Regions from separate parts of the Drosophila melanogaster genome. Here regions 2, 3 and 4 are each linked to region 1. A link is a contact called in public Hi-C data. All regions are on one chromosome and are shown on one strand. The core of a region is the stretch at or near the end of the contact, and the rest is flanking DNA. Distances in the headings are between cores, read along the strand shown.

Evidence for each region. A called contact is a pair of places that touch in the nucleus more often than the background predicts.
Region 2: a contact with region 1 is called in a Hi-C map of the Kc167 cell line, with 1.8 times the contacts expected there. A contact is called at or near these places in 5 of 107 Hi-C or Micro-C datasets (the Kc167 cell line, the ML-DmBG3-c2 cell line, the S2 cell line and 1 more).
Region 3: a contact with region 1 is called in a Hi-C map of the Kc167 cell line, with 2.0 times the contacts expected there. A contact is called at or near these places in 2 of 107 Hi-C or Micro-C datasets (the Kc167 cell line and embryo).
Region 4: a contact with region 1 is called in a Hi-C map of the Kc167 cell line, with 2.0 times the contacts expected there.

What each region holds. Positions count from the first base shown.
Region 1 is chr3R:24,570,766-24,577,061 of dm6, forward strand. lncRNA:CR46094 (long non-coding RNA:CR46094) reads left to right here and starts at 3,005. Exons shown (of 1, transcript NR_133443.1): 1 at 3,005-3,539. REPTOR (Repressed by TOR) reads right to left here. Exons shown (of 5, transcript NM_170151.2): 2 at 5,699-5,753.
Region 2 is chr3R:23,328,741-23,335,505 of dm6, forward strand. It overlaps lncRNA:CR46090 (long non-coding RNA:CR46090), which reads right to left and starts at 5,063. Exons shown (of 1, transcript NR_133438.1): 1 at 4,764-5,063. All of the region lies in intron 3 of pnt (pointed), which reads right to left.
Region 3 is chr3R:26,101,751-26,108,517 of dm6, forward strand. Cipc (Clock interacting protein circadian) reads left to right here and starts at 5,118. Exons shown (of 5, transcript NM_001276054.1): 1 at 5,118-5,592; 2 at 5,835-6,767.
Region 4 is chr3R:26,227,681-26,234,363 of dm6, forward strand. It overlaps CG12290, which reads left to right and starts at 2,568. Exons shown (of 1, transcript NM_001300611.1): 1 at 2,568-6,683. The coding sequence starts at 3,025. The coding sequence ends at 5,421. It overlaps lncRNA:CR44320 (long non-coding RNA:CR44320), which reads left to right. Exons shown (of 3, transcript NR_125267.2): 3 at 1,977-2,588.

The DNA.
Region 1 (6,296 bases), core at 1,755-4,254:
TCAAAGGGCAGGCTAGATTTTGTTGTTCAAGTTTTCGGTTTCTATGTTGGGGATAGTGGGGATGTGGCTGTGTGGATGGAGCCCCTTTTTGGGCTTAAGTTAATTTTTTAATTGGTCTGCGATCATAAATTACCAGTGTGTCGGCTTAGGAAAGTGGGGTGAGCGCAGCTATGGGGGCTACATACAAATTGTACTTCGCTGCATTAGAAAGTTGTAAACATTGAGGATTTATGCCGATCCTATGACAACACTACAAATATTTCTTTCGACTGTTTGAACCATTAAGTTCAAACATGATCATAAATCAAATTTTTAGTCCAATTAATAGATGTTTCTCGGTAAAATAAATCTTGTTAAACCTTCATGCATTCCTTACAGAATATCCTTATCATGAACAGCACGATTATATAAATAGCATATAAATTTTTATGTTTGGATTAAACTTCTTCATTCTGCATCCCCTCTGTCGTTTAAAAGATATTTAAACATTTTTTAATACACCTATTTATGTGTATTCGTACCCACCTTATTTGTTTTTTTTCGTTTTTACACCTCGTTGCGTATAAACAAGTCAGAAAATGATGCTGTGATGATTTGTTGTAAAAGCGTTTTTAAATTACTTCCTCGAAGATTTTCAATTAAATGCACACGGTTTAAACAAATCCCTCTCGCGGTGTTTACAAATTAATTGATATTGTATTTTTGTTTAATTTTTCCTCATCCACATCCTCGTTTTCGCTTTTCGTTATTAATTATTATGCATATGGTGCGGTCCACGTTTATATGTAAATTTCATTGTTATTTCATGCGTGAGTGTGAGTTGTTTTTTTAACTAGGTCACACATGTAGCGATTAAGACGAAAATTTATTTATAATGAAGCACATTTGTAGTATATCTCATCCGAAGCACAGCACACCAAGCCAAACACACTCGGTTTGCTACATACACGAATTTTGATAAGCGGGGAGAAATCTTATCAGTGGCGACAAAGTTGGTGTTAATTTATTATTTGTATTATTCCGTACTGCGGGTTGCGGCACTCAATAATTTTTGTTGAAACTCGCTTCTAAATTAATGGCAAAAATTTACAACAAATTCTGATTAGCTTTGTTTGCTTTTTCAGCTACTTTATTCGCTTCGGATTGTTGTCAATTTTGCGGTTTCGACCGAGCAGCTGAGCGGCAAGCGAACAACTGATCGATGGAAGAGAGAGCGGAGCCTAAACTTGGGGCTTTTTGCTCTCTCTGCGCTCTCTGTATTTTATTTTTGTTCTTTTTGTTTTGGAGTGGGGTTCTAATAAGAATTTATATACATATATGTACGCACACAACAATATACACGTTTATATTATTCGGTAGGCGAATTCCAAAGCATTCGTCAAGTTTGGCAGCGTTTATGTTTGTTGGTTTATTTATTTATGCAAATTGGTATGGTTTTTTATGTCGTTGCCTCGGAAACTAGTTCGTTTCGTTAAATGCGGCTATTTCAAAAAACTTGTTTCTATTATGACAAATCTATTGGTTTTTCGGTTTTCTGATTTATTTCAATCTTCTCGGTACGCGTTAATTGTTTTCCTTCTCTCTTTTATTTTGATTATAACACTTTTTGTGTGCATGTGTGCTTTTATGTGCTGCCCAATACACTGGTTTTGTATTCTGGAGTCTCTTTAACGTTTTGTTGGATTATTTTTGTTGGTCTGCGCTCGTCAAACGTTCTTGACCGATTGATAAAAAGTGTGCAAAGCTCGGCGACAAAGCCAAAAAGCAGAGCGCCAAAAGCTCTCCAATCGCTTTTGTTTTGATTGTACAGCTGGAAGAGAGAACACGGAAAAAAACCGGTCCCTACATTAAATTAAAAGAATATTTTTTTAAGTGGTATGCAAAACCAAGATAGTTTTTGTTTTCATTTAATAAAATTACACATTGGTATTAAATATTTTTTTCGGTGTGAGTAGCGCAGCTTATGAGAGCGCATGCCCCACCATCTCTCCCACTCACACACCTAACGAATGTCTGTTGCTTCTTTCACTTCGTCTTTTCCATTTTGGAGAGAGAGCAAGAAGAGGGGAATAAGAGAGGCGGAACAAAAAGCTCGAGTACAGTCTGTTGTTTTGGTTTTTATTATTCTTCTGCTTTTTGCATTTGATTATTAAATAAATTCATTTACAAAGCTTTTCCGCCACTCTCTCCTTCTTCCCTTACCTCTCTTGTTTCCTCTTCCTATCACCCTCTATTTTGACGTCACTTTCGTTGTTTACTTCAGCTTGTTTTCCCTTTTCTTGCACATTCGCCGCCGTTGTTGTTGTTCTCGTTCGGTCTTTTTTATGCAAATTTTTGTTATGAAATTGTCTGGCGCTTTGATTTCGATTTGATTTTATTTTTCGCCAGTGTAAAAATAAACTTGTTTACAACAATCGAAAAATACAAAATACTATAAGTATTTTGCCATTGCAGAATTAAGTAAAATTGCAAGCAATAAAAGAAGCAGAATGCGCGCGTTTTTCCTCGCTGACGTTGCACTTTTTTTTGCACACGATCTTTATTAGTTTGTTTATAACAAAACGAATCAAGAGATCGCAAAAACAGCAGTATCAATTCAACTTCTGAATCCACCGCCTATCACTTGGATTCTTTTAGATACTTTTGTATCTCATTTCTGCGATCGATTTGTCTGAGTTTCCTGTGAACTTCTCGGATATTTTCAGCTGATGAAATTATGCCCCATTAAAGAGTAATGCGATACAGCTTAGTTGGCATTATGAACGTGGAAAACTGAAACTTCAGCGGATATATTTTACTCGGCTTTTATCAGGTTGGGTTTTTGTTTATATTATATTGAATTCTGATAAAATCGTTATTTGTTTATATTTCAACTGGTGATAAAAGCATACTAGGAATTCACTGATTTCCCTGAATTCCCATTTCGGAATTAATCAGAACTGTCAATCATAGCCTTGTATGATGTATGTATGTGTGATGTATGTCATTTATGTACATTTAATATATTCAAGAATTCTTCATAGATAAACCAACTTCAAACTGCATTTATTTTTGTAACTTCCAAGGACCCACTGAAATTTATTACCTTAAAGATACCAGGCAACATGAAGGGTCTGCAAATTCGATTAAATTAAATTTTAGCGACACATAATGGAAATTCTGGACAGGAGAGGAAAATAACCAACTGACGCACGGAGTTACATGTGTATATTTGTTATTTATACAGTAGCTGCTGTGGCAGAAAATCACGACCATGTCCTTGAATACGAAATTGCGACCCAACTTGCAGAGGGAACGCCAAGGATACGTAGGGAGCAGCAAGGATAACAGCCCGATCCCACGCTCTGTTTAACACCCTCAACCGCCACGACAAAAGCACAAATTGTTTATACGTACATATATACAGCTGCGGTGAAAATAATAGCACCGGAAGTGCAGGGATTTAGGATATAGATAAAAATAGTTCTTATACAAAAGAAAGAAATTGTAATTTATGTACAGTTAATTAGTTAGTATTTTTGAAATAAACCTTTTAATTGAAATCTTGTTATTTCCAAAATTTCATTTATAATTGTTCAATATAAAATTGTCCGTTTAAGTAAGCTTTACATAGAAAATCGTTTTATATCATTTTCATATCGTTTTCATTTTCATATCGTTATATTTGTGACCTCGACTGTATTTATCCCTGTTCAAGGAGGCATGTAGAATGATTTTCAAGGACGTGGGCGCCGGCATTTGAGTATTTACAATATATATTCCCGATACCCGACGCCGCCTACGTAACAAAGTGGGATTAGATACATACATAGCTATGTATGCATTTGTATATGTACATATGTACTTTAGGGATGCGTGGGCTTTACGATTCGGGTTCCATGGGATCGAAGCTCCACACTTTCACTTTCGCTTTTCCTGCGCCAAAGTTCAAGGCAGTGCAAAGCTTCGAAGACCTTGAATAGCTTTTTTTCTTCCTTTTTTTTCGTGGGCGTTGTCCTTCGTCGGCGATTTCAATGGTCGTTTCCCCACACAATCCACAATCTTATTTATGCATAGGCGCGAGTTTTCCGTTCGCTGTGAATTTTGACCAATTCGGAAGCACGCCAAGGCATAAATAATCCCTTATTAATTAATTAGATTTTGGGCCGCGTATCCCTTTTTCCACAAGGCCATGTGACAACGCCCAGAGCTTTGGTTTAAGCCTTTCGCTAAGCTTCCCGGCGAAAGGCTTTCTCGCGAATCGATGTTGTTTTTGTTATGAATAAGCAGAAGCACAACAAAAATGCCAACCGCAGACTGTCAAGGACAGTGGGCGTAAAGTGGGCGAACCGAGTGGGCATCACCGAGATGTCCTTCCGAACTCGAGCATTTCTGCGTCGTAATTTTCCAGCACAGCAGCGGGAAAATGGCGAAAATCCACCCCCAAGGTTTTGGTTCATTCTCTTTGCCATCTTTTTATTTCTCTCTTTTTTTGTTGTTGTTTTTATGGGGGCTAGCCGGCTGGTGTGCGTACACAAAGTCTATACACTGATGCAGTCCTTACAGATATCCCCACAGCCCCACATCCCCGCATCCACATCCACATTCAGCGGAGACGTTGTTGTGACGCGTATCGATTTGTTTATGTTTATCAAATGGAAATTGGCACAAGGGGCCCCAGACGAGGCAACACCTCATTTCTAGGGCTAAATAACAATGGCACATTTCTGCACCACGCAGAATCATGCGTGGGTGTCAATATGTTTTCTCATTTTCTCTTGGCCACCCCCAGAAAACTTTTCCACTTTCTCCCCATTTTGGTCGCTACTAATTTTCACTCATTTAATAATGTTCAAACTGTTCAAACAAAGGGATTCGAATTTCACAGTATTCCAGGAAAATCAATTAAATTACCCCATCTTTGGCGAATCAAAAAAAGTATGAATAAATAATCCGTCGGATGATGTCAAAGTAGAGTCATAACTTCCTTTCCATGGAATCAATAGAATCATTTAAAAAGGGCTAAGCTGCACAATTTAATCCCTGCTAAAATCGTACCACTTTGCTAAACGTGATTTCACTGGACTTTTTAGATTTTCGATGAGCTATATACGTCCACCAGTAGCTCAAATAGAACGCTTGCTCACATGCACGCGGCATGTGATGGGGAAAGCATTTAGCAATTTGCTAGCTTGTATAAACAATTTTTTTCCCATTTTCCTTAGCTCGTTTTTTTTTTTTTGCTGATTTGCAAGCTACACGTTCATTGGCCCCAACAGCAACAACAAAGTGTGCTGATAAAAAATAATAACAAAATATATACATGTACAAAAATAAGACTGACAGCGCATTCAGCACAACTAAGCATTTATTTTGGCGGTATACTAGAAGAAAAAAAAAAGCCAAGACCATTGACTCTATTTTCCCGAAGACCAACTCAAGTCAAGTTCAGGGCCAATCGCCAATCAGTTGCTACTACTACTCATGGCTATATTTTCTGGTTTTTGTGGAGAAACATGGTTGGACCACTGGACATTATCTAATATAGCACGTCACCACCCATGGGGAAAAGTATAAATAACCATGGACAAAAAGCTCAAGTCTAAATATAATCAATTTAATAAATTAAGTTGTCAACGAATGAAATATGTGTTTATATATTCATGACTTATGTTTACAATAATTAAGGTACCCAAGAAATCGTAGCATCAAAACTTACCTCACTAATTACTTTGGCAATTTTTCAAAATGCAATGCACTATTTAAATGCCAACCTGCAAATGGAAACAAAGAAAACCGTATTTAAATATCAAAGCTAAATGTAATTTGCATTTATACATGGAAAGAACAAAGTGCGAAATGAGTTAGGCACACTAATGGAGAATAGCGAAATATTTAGTTTTCTATATTAATAACTTTTAGCTGTTTGGTTCAATGGTTGCAGACGACGTCGGCGATAGCATGTAATATATATAATATATATATATAGATATATATGCTCATTAATATTCGCATATATAGCATGCATGCTATATGTTTGACAATGCGGAAGTTGTTGAAATTATACCAAATCCAAAGCGAAACAAAGAGAACTGCAGACGGGCAGATATAAAATGGTTGCACTCTGTCTGCCGCCTGCAAGTATTTGCAGTTTAGCAACAAGGCAGCGAGACATGGATCGTGTCTCTATATATGAATGTATATATACTGTACATATAGACAGATAAATAAATTGCCGGCTGCTATCTGGCTGGCGCAATTAATGGATAGCACTACTGACAAGGTTAAAGGCGGCAGATGCCGACACGGATTTACTC
Region 2 (6,765 bases), core at 3,813-6,312, 1.2 Mb before region 1:
TTGCTGTTGCTGCACCAGTTGCAGCCACACAATTTTCACACTCCTTCAGAGCGTTGCTGCGGCTACCTAAACAACCGAACCTAACGCAATTAAAATATATAACTAAATGGATTTCAACAGGCTAAAATATAAATATATATTAGGGGTGAGGAGGGGGTGTGTGTGGGGGGGGGGAGGCCAAAGAAAGGTGCATTGACAAACAAATTTATGTGGAGAGCCACAAATCTTGCGGGTTTCAAATAAACAAAACTAAATGCTTAACCCTCGAATAAATTAACTTCCGATTTAAGGCGCACCATATACAAAGTCAAGTACAGTGCGCGGCATGACTGTGTGTCTGTTATTGCTAAGTAATTGAGGCAGAGTTCTAAATAAAGCTAGATGAATTTCAAAGATCTTCAATAATATTCTTTCCTTTACGCTAAAATTTCCATTTTAAATTATATGAATATACTTGAATATAAGCCAAATTATAGATAAAACCCTAACCAACTGAGAAGATTTCTTTCTCCATACCGCACTGTACCTACTTATATAAATATATTCCCGCTTCTATATACAAATTGTAGTGCCAGTCACCGAATTCTCGCACAAATTCCGATTCAAATTCAATTCAGATCCGATTCAGTGCGAAGCGATTCGAATTCGATTGTGGGTGTTATGGTCAGCATCAGGCGGCGAGGATTTCGAATGCAGGCGAACAACGAAAACACTCAATAAAATCCGTTGATAAATTGCGCCGGGCATCAAAGGTAACCCACTGTGCGAATGGCGCTACAACTAACCGCTCATTCTCGCATCCCAAATCCCAGCCACTGTGCCACTTGCAGCAATCTTCTATGGAAATTTATCGATTGTTTTTGTTTAGAGAATTTTCGGTTGGAATAGACACAAAAGCGCCAGTGCCGACATTGTTCAGAGATATAAAGTTGATCGCGGAAGGGGCAAAGTGTTGGGAATCTACATGGGATCTTACTTATGGACCACCATTCGAATAGACTTTGATTAGATGCGGCCAGTGCACAAATCAGAAAATCTTCTTCATCGAAAGTTATGGGATGATAGGCGAAATAAAGCTGTACAATTTTGGCAGTTACATAAATTCATCTGAGAAATAATTCAAGTTAGAAAATAAATTTATAGAACAATTAATTGATATACCTAGACCAAAAATTGCTCTATTAAAGGCCTAATTTCACTTCCGACTTAGATAGATCGGCTTTTAATAAAAAAAAAACCGTTCCACTTGATAAACTTTGCCACTTCATGGCTCTATCATAAAAAAAACCCAGTTAATAGGATCGTATCTGCCAATGGACTTAGTTTAAAGTTCCATTATTCGGGCTAAGAGTAGCGCAACGAAACGGCTTTTAATTCAAATGACAATTGCAGAAAACACATTAAGACACAAAAAACCCATTAGGCATTATGTGAGCCGCTAGAAGAGTGAAAACTTTAATTTAAAATGCTGAACAAATTATGACATGGCAGAAAATAGGGACTACTACACTACCAATGGGCAATGGGCCAATTCACATATATGGCGGCTCTTTGTTTTAGGCAGCTTGCTTCTTTTTCGGCCAATTGAAGCGTTAAATTATCAATTGGCCAAAGGGGTTAGCAGCAGCAGCGTTAAATTGGCCAAGAGAATGACTATAAAATGTGAGCGGGCGATATGGATAGCTAGAGAGCCCAGGTGGACACGCTTGAATTGATGATCATCGGGCTTCGATCGCCCGGATCGATAGAACCAAAACGCACTTCTTCTGCTGGAAAACTTTGCAACGCGGTCCGGGGGCAGGCAACTGGAAAATTGTGCAGACACAATCATTATGACAAGGCAGGTGTTCCCAATCGACAGCGCCCCCTATCCCGACTCCCCCTCTCCCACTCCTCTGCTCGTGCTGCTGCCAAAAAGATATTTATATGGATCGAGATCCTGTATGATTCAATTTTTCATCGATTGCATTATCAATTGCTCCAGTACGGCTGTTCGTTCGGTTGGCTGGTTGGTAAATCATAAAATGCAATTGAAGCTGTCCCAAGAACGGGTTTCCATTGCCGCAATTTGTTGCCCCAACATCCACACATCTAATCTGGATGCGAGTGGTGCATCTGTGTGGGTCAGTTATTGGTTGTTGGTTGGTAGTTGTGCGTGGACAGGTTGCCTTTTGTTGCATTAATTGATTCATATTTGTTAGTCGCGTCTTGCAGCATTTCCTAATGGGATTTCGGTTTCCTTTTCTCCACTGATATATGTATTTTTGCTCCATATTTGGCATTTATGATTAATTGAGTTGCGACCAAAATGGGCATAAGTGGATTTCAAAAATTCGCTTTTTATTCATTTGGCTAAATTAGAAAATAATTTGCTTGTGGCACGCGCTAAAGTTTCTATTTAATCCGATAGACTTTAAAGGCAATGCTAAAAATTGTGCAGATTTTTTGTTGTAGCCGGTCATTAAATAAAATTCGTATTTTATATCCAAGGCTACATTTAGTCTGTCATTTTTAATTCGTTTGTTATTATTATGGCTGATATATTAAGCATTAGAAACTAGATCCTGACATGGATTTTTTTTAAGATACTCGAAAAAATAATATATAAATAATATACATATATAAGCATTGAAAAATATATTTCGTTATATTTATCTAATTAAGTATTCCCCATGGTATGCAATTGTTTTTTGTGTATTCAGTTTCCAATTGGCGCTTAAAAGTAGGCAATATTTTAATACACTCTTAGCTAGCTACTGTCCGCCAGGTGTCGCTACTAAGCCATGTAGAAATCATGTATAAAACAAAAAAATACGTTTTGATAAACTAATTAAACTATTCCCGCTTTTAAAATAAAACAAACAAAAGTCAATTAGTTAAGTCAAAATACGCAAATGTTTATTATACTTAAAAACCATTTATTTAAATGTATATGTTCATATTTATGCAGCACATAGTGTATTTGATAAGGAACTGATATTCCATTTATTCCAATAGTTTTACGACACAAGCAAATCCCAAAATAGAAATTATTAAACAGAAAGCTGATAAGAAAAGAATTTATTTTGCTGTGCTGCTTTTTCTCTAATGAAATGTTCAATTTAATATATCAGTCTGGCAAATACCCTTACCTAATAGTTAATTTAATGCAACCAATTTGTGTAAGTTTACATTCCCCTATCATCTTGTTACCTTGGTAACCAACAATTGAGAAGTGCTTCTTGTGTCTTTTTAGTTTCCGATACTTCAAGGTGTAGGCTAAGTGCATTATAATATTAGAGTGTCTGCTACACCACCCTCCCCTTTTTGCCCTTTGCCGCCCAAAAACACCCACCTTCACCGATAACGAGCACTTCTTATCAGCCAGCCACAAATATTTGTTCTTCGTCCAACTCATTGGTTATTTCTTGAGCTCCAAGTTGTTTGGAGCATTGGAAAGTGAGTTTTGCGTTTGGTAAAGTTCAAATTGCTGAAGGTCGCACGCGTGAGAGGGTTGCCTGATAAGTTTTGTCACCCTGATTATTGTGCTGGGTCAGTTGTTTATGGCTATATTAACTCTTCTGCTGCTGCTTCTTTTTTTATGCTCGCCCTTTCTCTGCGGCATTACAACATTTCGGAGCGTGCTGATTAGCCATGGACTGGGCTTTATAGCGGCTCGGAAAATCCCAAGAAGCAACAACTACAACTATTACAATAAATGCTGCTAATTTGTCCATGGGATGCACTCAATTTAGACACATCCGTTCTACACAGCCAGAAAAAAATGGGTACATTTATGTACATACATATGTGTGTAAATAGAAAGAGAGGAACGCGCTTTTGTTTTGATAACATTGTTTTCGCCGTGAATGAATGGGTATGGAAATAGAAACGTTGAGGGAACGTGATTAGATAAAGTCTCTATGTCTTTTGTAAGCTATTTACATATTTGAATATATACACAGAGAGAAATTAGGCACATGTACATGTACTAGACTTAATTTACAACTTGAATTGTAAAATTGTAATTTTTTCGTATTACCATACTAATAAATGGCATAATTTTAACACTCAGCCTAACTTTATTCATAATTTTGCATTCATAAATCAGCAATAAGTTCGAATACTAATTACCCAAGCATTAGCTGCATAAAATTGAAAAAAAAATATGGAAATATCATTGGTGCTAAAACGAATGCCATAATGCACCGAATTATACCGTCATAAAGGCCTCAATTCAAATGAATCAAAAAAGTTCTCGCGCGATTAATTCCAGGCGAAACAACAACAAAAATCAACGTCGGGCTATCAAAATTTATGAATGAATAAAGCAGAATCAGGCGAAAACCCGACAAAAGGCAAGACAGAGGAAAATAAAAAAAAAAAGTATTAATAAAAAGGCAAGTAAAATAAGCAAACAAAACGAAAATCACAAATAGTAAGTGAGTACAAAGTGGCGTGCATATGAAATATAAAGCAGGCGATATAGCCCACTACAAACGCACAAATCCACACACACTCACACACACACATGTACATATATGTATGTATGTACCTCTGAATATGAATGAATGAAAAATTGTAGAAGCAGCACAACCGCAACACCAACAACATAAGTTGTTAACGCAGCAGTTCCACGAACTAAAAAAACAAAAAACCAAAACCCCAAAAAAAAAACACCAACGACAACCACAGAAGACGGGAAAAAAGATCTGTGAACAAGAAATTTGAAAGGTAACAAAAAACTGAAATTAAAACAAAAACTTAAAATCAGAAACACGAGCAAGTGTGTGTTGGCAACTCGTTTTCCAGTTTTCCATTTTTCCACATGCAGCAGCTGCCCACAAATTGTGCGTGGAGTGTTGGCGAAGAGGAGGGGAGTGGAGTGGAGTGTTGGAGTGGGGTCTGGAAGGGGGTGGTGCCTGGAATGGTGGGAAGGGGGGGAGTTCAAATTATGAATAAATAAGTAGTTGGTCCAAGAGCAAACAGCTAAAAATCAAAGCAAATACACAAAAACAATGAAAACAAAACTGGGATGGCGAAGAACATTTTGTAGTTGAAGTTAAGATACCCTTGCTGGTATTAAAACATTTAACAAAATAGTAGATTGGCAATTAGATTTTTCGAAAAACAAAGGCTTTTGTTCAATACGAATTTGGTTTAAACATTCTTAAAAGTATAGTTAAGGTTAGTTTTCAAGATTTTTTAGAATTTCAGCGACTTGGTTGCAAAATCCCAACTAAACCATAATACCCTACACTACACTGCAGGGTATAAAAAGGCAACGACGACTGCAGTTGGATTTCGAGCCAAAGTCGACGCGCCCACGGGCAGCGACAGAAGAAGAAGAAGATGAGAAGCTGGAGCAGCGATAAAAGAGGAGCCCCAAAGACAAAGCCGGAGAACAAGAAGAAGAGTAAGAGCCGGTTTGCAGGAACAAGCCTAGAAGAAGAGGAAGAAGGAAGAGGAGCACTGGTGGAGTGGAGGAGGGGAGGGGGCGACGGGGCAATGCAGGCACACGCAAAAAAGGAAGGAAACAAACATCAAGCCCCAATGACAGAGGAAGCAACCACAACAACAACAAATGGCCGTGGAAGAAGGGGAGACAGCGGCAACAAGATCCACTCGTCGCTGGCTCTTATCCCCACTCCCATTCCCAATTCCATTTCCATTCCCCCATTCATCAACTGCATTTTAATTCTTTTTTGGTTGTCTTTGCGTTTTGTTTTTTTTTCTTCGTTTTATTATTCGAGAACCAACTAGTTTTGTTGTTTTTTGCTGCCTGGCGAGTATGAATGAAAACGAACGTGTTTCTTGGAGAGCGGGAGCCCCAATTTGAGAGCGGGAGAGCGCTGGGGAGCAGCGGCGCCGGCAGCGACGTCGACAGCGCGGGGATGAATGAAATGAGCAGCAAAATGAATGAAAGTTGTGGGGCTCGCGCAGTCAACGTCGCTGCCAGCGTCAACGTTAGGCTCTCCCGATCTCTCACTCTCCCACTCTCCTTGTGAAGAGAATTTGTATATTTTTTCTACTTTTTATACAAATCATAGCGCACATATTTAATAAGCGAAAATATAATTTGCTTTATTTATTGTTTCGTTTGGTTCATTTCGTTTCGTTTTGTTTCTTGTTATTTTCAAAGTTTATGATTAATGAGAGATGATTACGGCGTGTGAGTGTGCGTGCGTGAGTGTACTTTTGTATCTGTGTGCGCGTATAATTAAAATAAGGGCAGCCTTTTGCATACACTTGCAAAAAAAGGATTTTTTTTATTTCTGCTAAGAAAAAATTGTTTTTGCACTGTTTTAGTCATTCCAATTGCAGGAGTCCGAAATGGTTTTAAACGTACAATATGATTACGTTATTATATTTTTAATAAACGATTTCCCAAGGTTTTATGCATTTTAAGTACATTTAGATTTCAGGGCGACCCTTATGCCAAGTGTATCTTTCGTGCGCATAATGTAAACTAAATTTACGTGCCTGGCTCCCGATCTTTTCTGCTTCTTCTGGCCCGCGATGTTCCCCTTTTTTATGTGCCATCCCCATTTTCCATTCAGCATCTGCGCAGTTGTCGCCGTTTTTGCATGTTTTTTCCCCCCCGTTTTTTTCGCCTTTCTGTTTCTGTTTTAGTTTTTGTGATTTTATATTTATTTTTTGTTTCTGTTGCCATTTTATGGCCGCGATCTTCTAGCGACGAGCGAAAAGTTCAGGCTGCCAGTTGTTTTCGCTAAGGGATTCGCCTGGGTCCCACATACATATGTACATTTGTATGTGTGTATGAAT
Region 3 (6,767 bases), core at 3,868-6,367, 1.5 Mb after region 1:
AAAATATTTCACTTTTTATGGCAATGCGGATGGGTAAGGGTATATTAAGCTTTTCGATGTGATGGTTGACTTATGTAACAGTACTACTCAAAACTAGCATCTTATCTTATCTTATTACATCTAATACATTGTAGATTGATTTATATATATCAGTAAAACTAAAATGATGTGTTAAATTAATAAACAAGAGCCGTATTATTTAGAGTTTTTTAGAGTTCGTGTAGGAAATATGTTTATTTTTTGGTATTCAGACTTCATCTTTACTGATATAAGCCATCAAAGATGTGAAATGTACAAAAAGCTTAGTAAGAGTATGCAGTGCTTCGCCTAGTCTATGTTATCTCATTCCTCTTATTTAGTTACAGTTCCACACACACCCAAAGAGAGCGAGAACAAGATACCCGGGCAGACGCCCCGGGGTCGCCTGGATCTTGGTCAAGACAATCCTCAGATCCTCGATCCTCGGAGGCCGGCTTTCAACGATGACGACGACGACGATGGTGGTGACGACGACGACCAGCCGTCTAGGTGGTGCTCTTGCTATGGTGGCTCGGTGGTGCGGTGGTGCCGGCCCCTGCCCACTCTGAAATCAATCGATTCGACATTATTATTAATTTTTCATAACTTCTGCGGCGGCCAGCGCCTGGCGGCCCTCTGTGTGCATTATGGCGCCCTGAAACCCCAGCTCCATGGCCATGTGAAACTAATCTATTTGTGCGGCAAAAAGGGCCGCCTGCCTAGTCGGACTGGGATCGCGGGGATCATCCCCATCCCCAAGCAGCGGTGGGTGCACACAGAAAATTTCATTCGCATAAAAATTACAAATTTATCAATTCTTTCGCATTTATAGCCAGTTAAATGGCTGAAATGGATGAAAATATTTTTCATTAAAACGAATATTTGGGTATGTGGTATCTTGTAGCATATCTAAGGAAACCAAGTACCATTGATCATTAACTTGTGTTCAATTTTAGTTACAGTTAAAATTTCTTTAAGTGCATTTGGAGGCTGGCGAACGGACAGCAAAGCGTGTTATCTGCTATCGCTGCGCTTTGATCTTTCACCGCTTCTGCTTTGCATAATAAATTCGCTATCGATGAAAACTAACTTGCAGCGCGATGCGCAGGGCCGGGATTTCCCTGCAATTTGTTTGCCTTTTGGCCATCGGCCGTTTAATTCGATTGCCAGCGCGATTTCGGCTTCGCCTTAACCATTTTATTACAATAGCATAATTTTTTACTATGCTTAATGAGTTCTGCTTTGATTAGTTTTTCACATTGCTGTTGTCTGGGATCTGCAGCGCTGGGTTGCCCCTCCTTTTCTGATCCCGCCCCTTCTTCGATCATCGCCGGCGGCGAAATTGATGTTTGTTGGGTGTTCAGACGCGGTTGGATACTTGGATTTTCGCCAGGGCGATGAGGAGGTTTAATGACTTCAGCTAGTCTCAGATTTCATGTTGTTAGCATTACGTATTGAAATGTTTTAATTTAGCAATTGACTTTTATACGGCCCGGCGGCAAATGGCAATCATGTGGTTTGCTGATCTGGTAATTAGAATTTAACAAGGTGATTGCAACAGGAAATTTTGTAAATCATTTGCAAATGATCAGCTTGCGTTTGCGATAACGTATAGAAATTGTCAATATATGTATAATGTAAGTTAGTTTTTCAATACAACTATATTACTTTAAACTCCTTTAAAGAAACTTCTTAACTTTATGTGAATAAAGTTTGATTTGAATAAAATGGATCTATGATAAACATGTTTCTTCTATTGTGAATAAACAATTCTTCGAAATCATTTTAAACTTCCCGCGAAAAACTGCTTGCTAGCAGAGAAAGCTTTGTTTACCCACCAAGCTTTTGTCGAATATCTGCGTACAAGCAGGTCGCCACAAAAAAGTTCAAATCAACTGCTTGCGTACTGCTTGAGCCCGCGACTTTTAAATGCACAACTTTCGTTCAATCGTTTCTTTTATAAATAAATATATATGGTATTTTTTGGGAAATTATCATATTTATTCTAAGAGATACGAATATGAACCATTTGACATGATTTTTCTTTAAAAGCTGTTTAGATTTTTATGTATGGGCTCCTTTAAGTAATAAAACAGTGCCTAACAAATATAAAGTTATAAAAAAATAATAAAAATATAAAGTATAAATTTATCGTACATAACATTGGTTATTGGTTATTGGTTATAAATATATTAATGTGAAGTGGTTTCCGGTTGCATACTCATTGTTTTGCACTTACAGATATGGCTGTATATATTTCAGTTAACTAAAAATATGAATGAAAATATAATTTAATATTACTAACAACCTGTTTTGCTGCCAGTTGTTTTGCGACAGGTGCGTACTTTGTTTTCGCTGCCAAAATGTTATCAAATTGTCGGTATCAGTGGGTATTATATGTATTTTTGTATGTTGATCCGCTGGGGGCCATCGGCTTGTGTTCCAACGTATTGCTCCCCATAGAAAAGCGCGTGGCAGCCTTTTGTTTTCACCATTTCCCACCCTGCATTTGGAGCAGCGACTATTTATGTACATACATATGTACATATGTATAATGCAAATATTTGTATGCAAATTTACTTACAGGCGTATTTTCGGCGACTTTTCACAGTTGTATCGAAGAGGCCTTGACATTGGGCATGTGTGGGGAAACAACAAAAGTCAACTACGGAGAATAAAAATAATTATAAAAGGCACTAGGGAGTGAAATAACTTGAGAACAATATCCATTCGGAACAATGCTATTTATATACTCTATTAGGTAAAAAAGTATTAAAGTATTAAACTAAGTTCTCTAAAACCTTGAATGTTGCAAATTTTAGTTGATATTCTTGAAAATATCGATTTTAAAAACACATTAATTTTTGTAATAGCATTGACAAATTGAAGTACCTCATTAAAGGGTATTGGAAATCTGACACATGCCGGGAGAAAAAACCGGCAAAAAAACCAAATAAAAAACCGAACACCATGAGTACCGAGCGGTCGGCGCATGTTACTGTTATTGTTATTGTTACCCACACAACCGCAACGAACACGCTTGCATACACACACACACACCCAACCCACACACACATACGGTCAAAGCATTTGCAAATTCGATACTCTGAAATGTCTAAAAATAAAACATATCATTGCTGACCGCCGTATCAATTGATAACCGCTTTTCCGCTGAGTAATTGTGTTCCCTAGAAATTCCCAGACAAAAACAAATCAAATATGTTTTATTTTTGGCAATCCAATAGCATACACTGAACGTAAAAGTGTTGACAAACAAATGTGTTCGCCGCACGATCATTAACCGCAGAATTGAAATACAATCTGCGGTTTTTGAAGTGTTTAGCCAGCAATATTGTGGTTTATTTTTATCACGACATAGCTATTTTTGGAGTAATTAGGCACAATTATTTTAATACTAAAGGACAGATAATAAAATTTGTCACTTAAAATGCCATTATCAATTAAAAATAAAACAATAAATATGTCAACGGCAAGATGGTTGTGTTTAGGCTATTTCGGTACAGTTTATTTTCGTCTATTTCTAATCAGTTGAATTATTCGTGTTGTTCGGGCTATACTCGTTAGATTTGATTACGCACTTTTATTTAACGGGCGTCTTGATAGGATGGACAGCCCACATAATAACGACCACGTTTATGGAACTTTTGCATTGACGCAAAAGAGTGGCCACGCCCCTACACTTCATGGCAATTAAATGGCACTTTGGGTGCAGAAATTTAAGGGCGGAAAAAATGCAAATGGCCAGACATGTGCGTGATGCTTTTATGGTCGTGTTCCTTTTGTTTTACGCGGCGTACACGTGTCGGCAATTGAAATAGAAAAGCGACCATGGCCCAGACACCCACGAGCCCATTAAAATCACACATAAAGAACATGGCAAAATCGGGGGGAAGCGGTTCCGCAAGGGGGCCTCCAACGAGCGTCGTTGTCGTTGTCTCATGTGTTATGCTAATTTCTCTTTTATTGTTCGCTGCTCGGATTTTGCTGCCATTTACGACAGCAGCAGACGATTAAAGCCAAACCGGAAGTCAGCCATCGTTCCCCGTTTACCGTTAGTGTCGCAGGCGGCTGCGCCGGCAACAGCCAAAGGCCATTGAATTGCCTTTTCATTACGAAAACAGCGCGAAAGGTCGCTCGGAAAATGTATCTGTCAAGACAGTGGGTCTTCGAGCAGAAAAAATATATGCATATTGTACAGCAAGACCTCGCAATGTCGAACGTTAGTACAGAGCTTTCATTTAGGGTTTTAAAATTGTACAAAAATAAATGAATCTTTTATTATTTTAAACAACACTTCTTATATTATTTATATCTATTTTTTATGGTTTAAGAATCTCCCCCGTACTCTGTGTATATATATATAGCAACCCGTCAGCGCAAACACAACTCATTGAAACTCACAGCCATCGCGCAGAGGGAGAGGAAGCAAAAGCAATCGGCCGTAACAAAATTTCCGACACGTGCGACAAAATTGCCTTCTATTGCGACGGGGAGGGGGGTGGAAGTGGGAGGTGATGGCCTGGCCCGAGGGTCCGGATTTAGGCAACCAGAAAGGCACGACCAAAACAAACCCGAACCAAACGCAAAGCAGCTCTCCCCTGGGATTCCCCATTTTCGGGGCGTGTTGCTGGCAACAATGTTGCGGCAACATTTTTCGATTGATTGAGATGCGTTGGCGACTTTTGAATGCGAATGTGTGTCAACAGTTTTTCACTGATGCTATAAATAATTTTATTTTGGTGGATGCTCGAGCATGAGTGTGTGCAAATAAATGATTTGAACCGTTTTCTGTAGATAAGGCCAGCTATAGTAATTTGTTGATTACTCTGCGAGTAAAGTCAACTTATTATTTCGTTGCTTATCGGCTAAATTTGCTAAATTTAGAACTTAGAACTAATTTAATGTTAAATATGGTTTTAAGAATTTAATATGTTTGATTAAAAATATGATCTAACCAAAAATAAATTTATTTTTCTTTTTTTTTTTTTTTAATAATTTCCTAACACATTTGGCCACTTTTGTGGGGTGCGCAGTGAGTGCCCGCTGAGCTACTATTAAAACGACGCTCGTTCGTCGGACCGCGTTCATTCTGCTTTGGGCGGTCGAGGTGTTCGTCTCGCAGTTTGGTCAAAAAACTGGAAAAGCTACGAGAGCTTTGTATTTCGCGCTGAACACGAGCGTTTACGTATTTTGCAGTCGCACTCGAGTATTCGCATATCCGTGTTTGTTGTTTGCCAGCGCGCGTGTGTGCCACTGTGTGTGTGTGTGTGTGTGTGCGTGTGAGTGAGTGTAGCTGTGTGTAGTGGTGTGACGGCCACACGCGCAACGAAAGCGAAAGTTTTGTTTGGCGCGCGTGTTGCCATTGGCGTCTGCGAATTTGCACACACACGTTCCCTTACCTAGAATAGATTAAAAGCGTGTGAAAACAAATACGAAAAAATACAGAAAATAAGAAGAAAAGATAATGTTCATTATTCCCAATGAGGGTGCATTAAATTAAGGGTATCTAGAGCGGAAGAAACACGACATCAACATCATTCCCGCAGCGTCTGGGTAAGTCGGCAGGTCTCGCGAAAAGGTTTGCCATAAATCTCCCGGCATTAGCATCAGCATTTGTGTGCCACACGTGCGGTGCTAAATAATAATACAAAGCCAAAAAAAAAAAAAAAAACACAAAATTGCACTTGACAGCCGACTTCCGATGCTGAAAGCTCTCCTGCCAACTAGAGAGGTTGTCCTCCTGTTCTCTGTATTTTTTTTTTTGCATCCCCCCTGAATTTCCTTTCCCCGTATAGGCGAGATTTTTTCAAGCTTCGTGCCTCACCTTCTGAAGGACGAATTTAGGTCAGGATCCGTGGGCCTTATCACATGACTCATGGCGTGTCCTTTGGCATTTGGGCTTCCTTGTGCTGCGCTTGCATCTGCATTTCGGCGGGCCACATGGCGTATGCGCAATATTGATTTCTTAAGCTCACTAACTGTGACCTTTAAAGCTCGTACTTAAAGTAATTTACAAATTACGAAACAAACTTATGTTAACCAGATTTAAATACGGCTTACTATTAAAATTAAAAAAAAAATAAATGCTCTCTGCGACTGTTTTATTATATACCTCAAATACTCGCGGGAAATATAAAGCATAAAGTTCGAATAATGTTTTGGGCTTCAGGGACTTTCAATGTTTACATATATTGCCAGACGCACTCAATTTTCGCAAGGGAAACAAAGTGTAACTTAAAGAAAACAAAACTTTAACATGTTGATGTGTTAGCCCTTTATTTGTTTCTGTGCTGTCGAATTCCAAGAACTAAGATAAAAAAGTACTTCCTTCCTTTACGTAAATATGTTTTGGTTTTACATCAGCCATTAAGAGTTCGGTCAAATCGTGTGAAATATTCTTGAAATAAGCACAAAGTAATCATAGAGCTTTGTCTGCGATTTGAAAGAAGAGAAAAGTAGGGAGATTTTTCTGGGCCACTTTTGCAGCTGGTTTTTACGGCGTACTAAAAGAAGCGATGGCTCAGCTAAAGTGAATCAAGCTCAAGCTGTGATCCACAATCGACAGCTGTTTGTTTATTTATTTTTTTTACTCACTCTGAAGACTTTGTATTTGCCTAACTACGATTACTTCAAGTCAGTGAGAAACAGTGCAACGAAATGAGCTTAAGTTCTGGGTATTATTATTATCTTCGGTTCATTGGCACTATTGAACCCATTTATTCTGGGCG
Region 4 (6,683 bases), core at 1,318-3,817, 1.7 Mb after region 1:
TAACAAACTCACTGAATAGTTTAAAGTGCAGCAGACGTGCACATTTAAATTGAAAGCAAAAAAAAAAAGAACCCCGACAAGAGCCGGCAGTGCGGCTTTGATCTTAAATCACAGATATATTCTACCCCATCAAATAAATCAAATTCGCGGAATCCCAGAGTCGTCTACATGCGTGCGGAAACTCTTAATTTGAGCACAAAGTGGATTCTACTGCGATTCCCTCTGAAAAGAGAACAATGAGTGCATAAATGGGCATTATCAGCGCCTGCACTCGTATTTGATCAACTTCGAATTGCCTTTTGTGTTCCACTATCAATAAGTAATCAAAGCCACACTTCCTTCCTTAGATAATAGTCTGGAAAATGGAAGCTCCGCCTTGATTTAATTTGAATTCGCTTCACCCTCACCCCACAACCCGCTATATCAAGCGAAGGGTGAAGCGTTTAAACGAGCGTTAAATTCACACCCCTAAAATGCCGCTAAAAGATCGCTTTCACACTTTAAAATGCCATAGATAATGTCCACAGAGAGATCTTTAGATCGGCCCAAAGTAAATATGAATTAGTCGGGGTCTTATTGACTCAGCGTCACACGCCGTAGATGGATGGATGTTCCGTTCCGCTCGGATGGGTTTTAGTTAAATGTAAAAGTTCGGGCATGTTGCCATATGATCGATGGCTGGTGGACGTTGATCGAGCTCCACATTGATAAGACTTTGTGTTAGGGGCGGATGTTTGAGCTCGTAGGGGATAAGTGGTCGATAAAATTCGATAGAAAAAGAAAATTAGAATGCAATTAATAAAAATTAACGTTTCTCTTGATCTTTGCGAAGACAAAGACCCATAAATATATTTTAATTAAGACATTGCATAATTTGAATACATAAATCTTGTCGTGACGATTCTTGGGGCAAATTAGCAATTAAACGCGCCATCTTTATCGGCAATCATTCATTTCGCATCTTCTGGCATTTTCACGACTCGTTTGCGGGCATCGCAGCTATTAATAAATATATATCTCCTGGCGTAAGTAGGGCATGCAAACGCCGCTCAGACCTGACACAAAAAAAAAAAATGGCCCAGAAGAAAATTGCTTTTCTGTTGATTTTTCACAGTCTCCGGTCGCGTGTTCACAGAAAAAATATTCGGCTGGTGTGTTCCATAGAACTGTAACGGTAATGAAATGCACTGCTAAAAATAAAGTCATCGTGCGCTATACGCCTTACGATATTATTGAGAACTTTCATGGAAATATAGATAAATAATAGTGGAATTTAAAATACACATTCAACATGGCATATTTTATTGCATATTTTCCAAGAAAATATCTCAAACAAAAAAAAAAAAAAAAAACCAAAAACTTTCCTTGTGGCATTGACTTTTGGCTCGATGCCCCAAACTTTTTATGACTACTGGGAACCGAGTAGAATTTGCGATGAGCTCATTAGAGTCGATTCTCCGGTCATGTTGTAAGCGCCTGATCGTCGTCCGATCTGTGTACCGACTTCATGGGATAATGCGTAGTTATAAAAAGACAGTTAACTATAATCAAGAGCCTTCATGTGAAGCGGGCGTGTAGGGCTGAGTGGGTGTGGTTCCAATGCGATTTAAGGTAATTGACTATAAGTACCCATGACGAACTTCTGGACAGTTCCCCAGTGGAAAAAAAAAACTGGATTTATTTCTTATCGCAAAACTTGCGATAACCAATTTGTATATGTTCATTCAGGGAGCGTGCCGATTTTTTAGTTTGCGAAATTGAGTTGTTATGTTTTCTGAGTCATTGTCGAGCGGGTTTTGGTAGCCGGGGATTAAATCTGCTGTATCATCTTGGTCCAGCGTTTATTTCTATTTGCTTTTAATTTCACAATCAAAACAGCAATAATAAAACCGTGCCTTATCTTACGGACATATCTCCCCAAGCGTCGTCTCGCTCTAATTTGGATTTTTCCTCTCTCTCTCGCTCTTTTCTTGCAGCTGGCGCCCGACGGTGGGAATTTCATCAGCTGTTGTTGTTGTTCATTTCACAGCAGCAGTCGGCCTAATAAAAATGCAATTTTTATGGTTAAGAAAATAGTGCGCGAACGCCGTTGTGTTGCACATTGGAAATTGTGCAGAAGCCAGAAGAAAATGTGTCTTGGAAAATGGAAAAGCACGAGCAGCAGTAGCACCAGCAGCAGCTATAACATTGAGCCAGTGATGTAATACAGAGCAAAAGTGAAGCGGCGGCAATTGGCATTGCAAAAAAGAAACAGATTATACAATTTGTGTTGCTGCCGCACTGAACTAGGACAACAGCAGCAACAACAGCAGCAGCAACAACAACCACTAGTGATAAAGACCGGCTGGCAACAGTGCAGCGGCCACTTGCAGCAACATAATTTCAAAGTCGGAGCGTGGGAATCGCAAATCACGGCAGTGGCAGCAACAACAGCAACTGCAGCAACACTCGAGCACTCGTGGCTCTCCGGATCGCTCATTTCGCTCGCCGTTCTCGCGCTGGCGTTTCTCCGTTTCGCTCGCACCCGCCTGTGGAGCAGTCGCGTATATTTGGAGGCGTTGGGGCGAACGCTCACGACAGTTGTGCTTGGAACGCTTCGGAGTGAAGATCGTGCTCGTCCGATCGGTGCGCGTGATAAATACACGGCGAACAAAATTGAGTCAAGAGTCAGACGGTCGCAAGACAATTGACAAGACACGAAAAATCATAATAAACACAAGTGGAAAAGCAACTGCTTGAGAGCAAAAAAGAAATTGTTTTTTACAAATCTCGCACGTAAATTAGCAAGCGTTCGCAAGAAACAAACCGCATACAATACTGAACACAAAAAAAAGGGTATTCAACAAAAAACCAAAAATATTTGGCTGCAAATGTGAAGAGACGAGAGACAGCGGATATACTACCGAGTGAAATTTGTGTCATAAGCAGAGCCAAAACAAAACCGAAAAGCCAAATTCAATAAAAGGCCATAAGTGACTGTGAAACTGTAAAGTGATGTGTGGTAATCGAAAAACAGCATAAAGAATGGCCATAGACCTCCTGATCCTGGCCCTGCTGCTCGTCTCGTTCCTGATCAACCTGCTGGCGCTGTGTGCCTTTTGGATAACGCCTGGCTTGAGGACCACCGCCAATCGCTTTACGATCAACCTGCTGGCCATCAATCTCATTGGTTGCTGCATCTTGGCCCCCACTTTGTTCCTGGGACTGCCGGGAAAGTCTGCGGAGGCATCCACTTCCAACGCCGAGACCCTGGAGTTCTTCTCGAAGCCGGGAAACCATCAGGTGATACTTCGTCGCAATGGCCAGCTGGTGGAACAGGACGGCGTGGTGGTGCGAAGGAACATCAGCGAAAACGGCGATACGGTGGAGACCTTCTTCAAGTGCAATGCCACCTACTGTCGCGAGTTGACCATCGATGAGCGCGGAGATGGTGGCTTTGTCATCACGGAAACCGAGACACACGAAGAGAATCTCTCGGCCTTTGAGAGCTTACCCACGGAGGCTCCCATTTTGCCGCCCGTCCAACTGAGATGTTGGTCCATAGACATGACTGCTGCGCTGGGAGCTCTGGCAGTACTGCTCGTGGTGGGGGACACCTGGTGTGCCGTTACGGATCCCCTGCGCTACCACAGTCGCATTTCGGGCGTGAAAACCTGGATCTTCATAGCACTCACCTGGGTGGTGGGCATACTCTTTGGAGCCCTTTCCGCCTTCCGAGTTTTGGACTTTGAGGCGGACGCCCTGTTCAGCAGACAACGCCGCCTGGCAGTCACGTACTTCAACATCAGCAGCACCAATAGTATTTTCGGAGTGGTGTACGCCAGTGTCTACTTCATCGTGATCATCCTCCTGCCCTTCGGCTTCGTGTGCGGAATGTACTGGAGGATATTCAGTGAGGCGCGCGGAAATGGGCTGCGCATGCGCCAGAATGGCTCTTCGCCGCTGCTGCAGAGCGCCTTGAATCTGACGGCTGGCCAGCAGGCGGCTCAAGCCAACCAGTTCTCCAATAGCTTGTGTGTTCATCGGCATTCCATATCCTCGGCCAGTTCGCATGGCGGCAACAGCAGCTTGGGCTTGGGCGGTCTGCAAATGCAAATTGATCAGCGCCAACAGCCGAGGAGTTCGCCCAGTTGTCTCCGTCGGGACTCGGCCGCGAAAGTACTTTTGCCCACCATCTCGGATGATGGTGGCTCAGATGCGGAAAGTGGAGCCGGAGTTCAACTGATGCCCGTACAGGAGCACTCACTGTCAGATAGAAATCAGAACATTATGCTTACTCTGCAAACAGCCAGTGGTGAAATAAAGAGGAACTACTCCGCCAGACAGCTGCCCCTGTTGGGCACTTCTTCGCAGGATCTGAGGGAGACTAATCGTCTGCAGGGCATACGCCAGGTGCACAGTTCGCCCAATCTCCACAAGTACACGGAACTGCGCCAGGACTCGCTCAGTGAGGAGTGTGGTTCTCCGCATCTTTTGGGTCACGCCCAGCGGCAGCAGCAGCAGCAATTGCACCTGCAACATCAGCAGCAACAGCATCATCACCACCAGCAACATCATCCGCACTTCAGTTCGCCGCGCCACCAGCAACACGGCCACGCCCTCCAGATACCCGCCATTCATGCCTCCCCCAAGGCTCTGAGTTACATGAGCTCCTTGCGACACCGTTTGAGCAACGCCAGTTCGCTATTCAAATACCGTGAGGAGTCGAGAGCAGCCCGCATCAGCATCCTGGTGGTGGTGATGTTTGTGGTCTCGTACCTGCCCTTCGGACTGCTGGTACTCCTGCAATCGCGACTGTCGGCTGCTAACTTTGGCGGATCCTCCCAGCTGGCCATCTTCATGATCCTGCTGGCCAATCTCAGTTCGCCATTCATCTTCGCCTACAGGAACAAGAGGGTGAGGCGAGGAGTCAAGCGGCTGTTTGGTCTGGATTCGTCGTCGGGCCTGCAGCGCAACTGCAGCAGCAGTGTAAAGACCAATGGCACCGCAGGTCCTGCTGCAAGTGGTGCACAATTGCAGCGCAACAGCAGCAAGTTGTCGCAGTACAGCAGCAACAGCTGCAAGTATCTCACCCCCCAGAGTTCCCTGGTCAGTCAAGTGCCGGTGCATACGACCTTGACGTTAAGGCCCAACAGCAGCTGCAGCACCATCATCAATTTCGGTGGCGCCAGGGGCTCAGCGGACTCCGATGAGCAGCCACCGGCAACACCACCACCTACTGTGGCAGTTGCTCCACCGCCCACACGACCGCAGCGCCCCAAGCTGCAGAGGGGCATCACCATCGTTGAGCACATAGCTATAACACCAACCATGCCCCAAAAGTTCCAGAATCGGCGCGCCAGGCTCTTCGACATGTTCTTCCGCAGCTCCAAGAAACTGCAGGCGGGCTGCCAGAGCCAGAGTTTGCCCACTGAGGTCTAAACGGGGGGTTATGATAACTATACATATAGGAAGGTAAACAAACACTAAACTTGCTTGCTGAAGAATTCTAAGAACAGTATTCGTAATTTGTAAGTCTAGCAATTAACAAAGACAACTGTTTGAATTTGAGTTTTAAGACCAGATCATGCTGTCCTAGAAGCTTCTCATGCCAAAAAACAAAACCACAAAGAAAGTCAAACTAGAAAGTTTGAGATGCTTTAAATTAACAAAAAAAGAAAAGAAAAAAACAAAAAACAAAACAAAGTACCTTTTAAAAAATAGAAAACTGTGTACAAGTCAAATTAACAAAGATTGAGAGTGATGGGAGTTATAATCTTAGGGTGGATATCAAACTGAAAAGTGGAACCAAGCCAAGCCAAGTTGAGATCGTAATCAATGTACCTAAGCAACTTGCATATGAACATTTAATGTTTTTACTCAGATGAAATCACAGGAAAATAGCAAAGACAGCACAGCTTATTCGAACTTCCCCAACTAGTTTATTATTTATTGAAACAATTGTAAATATTTATTAGACATCCACGCCGCAAAGCTTTAACTCCAAAAACATTCTGGCTAAACAAGAAGAGACGCATACATTCGATTCATAAGTTAATTAAGTCAATGTGCAAAGCATATGTGTATTCTAGAGTTTAAGTTGTAGAGCCGAGTAGTCTTACACCGAGCACCTAGTGCCGAGCAGTGCTTTTTCACCTGCCCAACTGGAGCGTCTGTTGCAGGCGGCATTTTCATATTGAAAATGCATTTTGGCCAGTGCACAGTTGGTTTTCCAGTTGGCCAGAATGTCAGTCAGCAGTTAGTTAGCCTTTGGTTAGCCAACGGCTATTGGGCCATTAAGTCAATTTGCTTTTTAGAACACCGCGGGCATTGCGTGCAGCTAAATACCTCATTAGTTATAATTTGAAGTGCGAGATGGATGGCGGCAATAGGTCAAAGGTCGGAGCCATCGGCACGGCCCATGCATAATGCATGGAAAATGTTCGATTGCCCCTGGCATTTGTATCATTTGCTTTACTATGCTGCAGGCCAGAAAGCTTTATACCTTAAGTTCTCCTGCTTTGATTTCCCTTGGCTGCACAAAAAGGCAACAAAAGCAACACACACTCACACAACACAAAAAAACCTCGAATTTATATTTCTAAAGTTTATATTTTATAAAGAGTGTGTGCATAGGAAATATCTATAAATATTCATGCATGTGTGTCGGACAAAGGAAATATTTCAAAACCAATTATTGTGAT